Regions from separate parts of the Gossypium hirsutum genome. Here region 2 is linked to region 1. Evidence: chromatin contacts called from public Hi-C data. All regions are on one chromosome and are shown on one strand. The core of a region is the stretch at or near the end of the contact, and the rest is flanking DNA. Distances in the headings are between cores, read along the strand shown. Region 1 has its middle 8.8 kb from the start of LOC121223135. Region 2 has its middle 26 kb from the start of LOC107913614.

Region 1 (2,700 bases), core at 4-2,503:
TTTCAAAAATTGAAAAGTACAAGGACTAAATTTGATCAATTCAAAAAGTATAAGGACTAAATTTGAACAAACTAAAGTATAGGGATTAAATCCACAATTTACACATATTACAAGATTAATAGCATAATTTAGCCAACTAGATTTCGCTTCTATAGATTGGGTTTAGGATTGTAATTTCAAATTTTGAAAAGTAGAGAGACTAAAATCAATCATTTCAAAAAGTATAGGGGCTAAATTTGGTCCAATTAAAGTATAAAATTAAATTCACAATTTATGCATAGTACAATGACTAATGGCAAAATTTAACCTTTCTATCATAAAAACTATAAGCAAGGTTTTTAGAATCAGATGATTGAATCGATCAAACCATAGATTCTCGATCTGATTGATTTTGTCTGGTTCAATTGAATAAATTATTAAAAATTTAAAAATAGAGAAAACTGATTCAACTAATTTTTAGCCTGATTCAATTGACTTTTTAACCAGGTCATCCAACCCATTCTTCCGGACCAATATCCAGACTGGTCCTATTCTAAAAACAGTGATAGTAAGAGATATTTGGTTCAAGTAATATTATATTTCATAAACTAAAAACTAAATAAAGTAATACAATATATCTAAAAATATGCTATTCTATTAAAAAAGAAAAAACTTTGGTTTGGTGAATCTTTATATTAAACTTGAAATATATTATTTACTTACAAAACTAAAAGAGAGGAAAAAGAAGCAGCAAAAACCGGTATACTTATTGTGTTAAGGTGACGTTGGAAGTTGGGGGTAAAAGGAAAAAGGAAACAGTAGCTAAAGTCCTGAACTTTAAAGTGGGGGAAGAAAGCTGCCACTATTTTTTTTTGTTTGTTTTTCCTCTTCACTGAGGCATTAAAGCAAACATAAAGTGAGTCAGTCATATTTGGCTCCCATTGCAATGAGGTGTAAAAGTACGTATAAAGGAATAAATTAGCCTCTTTCCTTCTCTTCTACTCTCAATCTCTCTTTACTGCCAATCTGTCAAACACCTCCTATAATCAAAATTTACATATTATTTTAATGTAAGTGTATTTAAAATATAATATATTTTGTTGATTGAATTTTAATTTAGCTGATATCGTATTATTGGGACTACGAGTTCAACCCCAATTTTTCTCTGATTATGGATAGAAATAGGTAATATATTGATATTTTATTAATTATATTCCTACCTATAGGATTTTACCTAAGTCATTTTTATGAATTAGGTCCATCCAAGGGCCCATAGCTGCGTTTATTGTTGGGTTGTGGACTAACCTACTTCTTCGGCTTGTTGGGTTAGACCACATTTGATTCTTCTAATAGGATTTTTGAACTTAACTATCAAGGCCCAAATATATTTACGACATTACTTGTTATAATTAATGTTTTTAAATTTAAATTGGTGATTAAACCAGTTAAATTATCGATTTTCAGTCTGGCTGATTCAATCGGTTTAACCACCTATTCGACCGATTTACTGTTTAATAATATAAAAGAAAACAAGAAAAAACCCAAGTAGCTATTACTACAAGGCCCAACTATTTGCATTTTTAAAACCTAACCATGTTTGTAAATTACTATAAGACCCAACTATGTTAGGTCCAGAGTAAAAAAATAAAATAAACTTAATTCTTCCCCTCATCTCTTTCGTAATTTCCTTGCTGCCTATTTCTTCTCATCTTTTCATTTTTTCTTTCTTTCTCAGACTTTGTTTTATCGGTTCATCTTTTCATCTCTTACATTCTCTTGGCTGCTTTTGGCCGGTGCTTGTAGACTGAAATTATGGTGAGCGAGGAAATTATTTTTGTTGGAATTAAATTATATATTTTTATAATAGTAAAAATGTAATTTTATCATTTTAATAGTCTACGTCTTTATCATTTTTAAAAAATTAAATTAATTTTTTATCATTTTGGGATCAAAGTATAATTTTACTATTACTAATTAAAATTGTATAAATTATAAAAAAAACCTTAATAGAAAATTTTACATTTTAAGAAAGGGTTGGCTAGGCTTCGCCACTATAGTTGGCTGGCGACAATAAGAAGATAGTAAACGAGAGTTGGTTGGTGGTTAGAAAATTTTAGTTCAAAAAAAGAAAAAATCTGTTGAACTAATTTTTTGTCAATTCGTCTGATTTTTAATTTATGAGTGAAAGACAATTTTAATTAGTTAATAACTCATCTATTTTCGATTCAACCGATGTAATTGACAATTTCAAAAACATTGGTTATAAAGTCTCATTTGGTTGGGTTGTTAACCTTACTTTTATACACAAATGGAGTGATTTTACTATATATATATATATATTATAGAAAGAAGTATTTTGGTAACTTTCAAATGTAAACCACATTTTCACTTGACAAGTGGTAAGACATCTCGTTAATTTGAGTAATTTTTATTAAATTCATTATGAATGCCGGAAAAAAATTGCTAATCAATTTATGGTATACGTAATGGAATATTATAAAATTACATCGAATTTATATTGAACTTAAGAATTCCAGAATATGAAATATATAAATGAGTATTTCAAAAATTAACTATCAATTATTAAATTAAATTACATATATGTACCAAAAAAATTATTAAATTATCATTGCAAAAAAATTAATTGACTATCGGTTTTAATATTAAGTTTAATTTAGACGATAAGTTATGTTTTTTAGACAATTTTTATTTTGATTGATT
Region 2 (2,814 bases), core at 147-2,646, 250 kb after region 1:
TCTAATAGTCATTGAAAATAAAATAAGAGATGGTCAATTAGAACGGTTCACCCTTATAAGGAGAAGATCTATCCCTGATGAAGAGAAAGTATGAAGAAGTGCTTTTATTTTGAAATTCCTAGAAAATTCGAGTAGTTCAATGGGAGGTATAATGATTCCCGAGTGGTGTCCTCATTAAGGAGAGTGTATCCATTAATAGTGGATGGCTCCATTCGGGTGGTTAAGGATAGATGGTCACTTCTCACGGGTGATATGAGGCGCGCAAGTAGTTAATCACTGAGGAACCATCCAGGTTGTAGGGACGAAGGGCTACTTGCGGGTGCCTTTTCGATTTGTTTTTTATGTTGCCATGTGTCCCAGTTGGGGGTGGTATAACAATATTTTTTTTATTTTTAATAATTTATTTGATTTGAATCAGTTAGGCCGTTCAAATTAGGAACCTTGGGCCGCTTCAACTTGGCCGATTTTAATGTTAAAATAATAAAAAATAAAACTTATATTAATATTTAATTATAAAAATTAACACAAATTTTATATCAATTAATATAAATCAATATACAATTAATATTAATTTTTTAATCATCTATATTTAAAATGGGTCAATCGAAATGGTTGGGTTACATGTCCAATGAACACATCTTATTATCATTCAAGGAGTACATAACATTTTGTTTTTTGAAATTTTGAAAATATTTTTGGAACCAGACTAATGGTCGAACTGGTCAAACCAATCAGTTCCTATTTCAAATGGTCTGATTGGTTCAAAATTAATAAATTGTTAAAAAATAAAAAATATAAAAATATTAATATAAAAATTGGTTCAATTGTCGGTTCAATTGTTTATAAATTGATTCAACCACTTTGGATCAGTTTATGGATCAATTGATTTTTTACCCCTGATCGGGCCGAAAGTCTAGTTGATTCTCAATCCAACCAGTACCAAATTAGACAACATTGAATTTTGGAAAAAAAATTTATATATTTAAAATGATATTTTTAATTTTTTGAATTTTGAATTTTTTATTTTATAAATTTTGATTTTTAAAAATTATATTTTTCTTCTTTTTATTTAAAATATTGGAAAAAAATAAATTTTAAGTTTTTTTTTACTTTTAAAGGGTAATGACCAAATTGACAAAAAAATAAAAATATTGAGTGTTAAAAAAATTATTTTATCTTTTTATAACAGTCACTAATGACAAAATTAAACGGAGGGACCAAGGCCTTTAAATCAGAAAAATATAACAACTCAATGTCTCAAAATAAAAATCTAAAAATTAAATTTTAAATTAAAAATATAATCACAAAATATAAATACAGACCCATTATCGTGTCCACTAAAGGGATTTGGGTTATCCAAAATGAAGGATAAGGCCTATGAAGTTGACTGGTCCATTAGAAGTTGGACAATTTCTTTGATATGCTAATGGCTTAACTAGAAACCCATTAAAATTTTGAGTTAGGCATAAGCTCAAACACGGTTTCTTCTTCATATTAACAAGTAGAAATATCTTAGTTGAATTCAAATCACTTAATAGTGATTGGTACTTTCCCGTGTTATAATTTCAACTAAATGTGATTTTTTAGGATGTAATAATCAGGAATATAATTGATGAAAAAGTTATTTTATAATGTTTAGTGAACATTGAAAAGTATTAATTAAAATTATTGAAAAACAATATTATCATGTTTGGTTCATTAAATACTTTACTAAGAATATAATGATAATTGTCGATTGAGTCTTAGCTCGATTGATATGAGCATTGTTGTCAATGCAGGAGGACATAAGTTTAAGTGTGCTAAAGTGAATTATCCTCCTATTTATGGGTTGGGGAGGAGCACATATGATCAGAACTTATAACGAGATTGTTTCAAAAAAATAATATAATAATAATTTACAAACTTACCCTTATTAAATAAAAATAATATCCATGTGCTTAATATTTTACAATAAACAATAAACTTTATTAGTAATAAATCTTGGAATTAAATAATTAATAATATTTTAATTGATAATTTTGATTGAAAATAAAATTATTTCAAAATTATCTTGCATATATATTCTAAATATAACAATGCATACATAAAATCCTTCGTATAAAAAACTTGTTTTGGAATGAATACTATAATGAATTGAAACTCAAGTCAATATATTGAAAGGGAAAGATAAGAAAGCAACATAAAATAAATATAACATGTAAATGATTAAATATGTTTATCGAAAATAAATTTAAAAAAATTTACTTGTAAAGAATCCATTGAAATAACAAGAAAATTGGTTTACATTCAATTAATATCCTAAATCAAAAATAAAATGGGGCTAATCTTATCTTTAATATATTTTTAACTTTTCAACCTATACGAAAAAGTAATTCTTTTACCATTTATCATAAGAATTATATTGACATGTTTATAAGGAAGTAGTTTTCGAAGGAAAGTTAAATTTTAAAGAAAGTAATTCTTTTACATATCAAATTTTGACTCACTTTTCAACTGATTAAACACACAAAGATACCTTATATGTTAATTATTTGCAAAATAAAATTTAAGATAAAAAGGTGGCAATGGCAGGCACCTATGCTTTTTGGTGGAAACTTCAAGCATTGCCCATGAGGAAATTAATGACCCAATGTGCTAAATCACATGTCTTTTGGTTTGGGCACATGATCCACGCCACTCTACCTCAACCTAACCATTTACTCCTCGCTTTTATACTTATTTTAAATTTTAAAAGTATGAAAAATAATTAAAATACGAAGCGGTAACAACTTAATATAAGTACATACGTACTAAAAGTTATGTAACATTAATTAT

The links. A called contact is a pair of places that touch in the nucleus more often than the background predicts.
Region 2: a Hi-C map of leaf shows a contact between it and region 1, with 2.2 times the contacts expected there. The contact joins two enhancer-like sites. A contact is called at or near these places in 2 of 34 Hi-C or Micro-C datasets (both in leaf).

The regions. Positions count from the first base shown.
Region 1 is chrD11:50,703,823-50,706,522 of Gossypium_hirsutum_v2.1, forward strand. No RefSeq gene overlaps it. Among protein-coding and RNA genes, the nearest start is that of LOC121223135, 8.8 kb to the right of the region's middle. Within about 2 kb of position 1,254, at least 2 of the 9 cell types and tissues checked have an H3K27ac peak or open chromatin away from gene starts, as enhancers often do. A contact at or near this core is called in leaf, where this site is marked.
Region 2 is chrD11:50,952,550-50,955,363 of Gossypium_hirsutum_v2.1, forward strand. No RefSeq gene overlaps it. Among protein-coding and RNA genes, the nearest start is that of LOC107913614, 26 kb to the right of the region's middle. Within about 2 kb of position 1,397, at least 1 of the 9 cell types and tissues checked has an H3K27ac peak or open chromatin away from gene starts, as enhancers often do. A contact at or near this core is called in leaf, where this site is marked.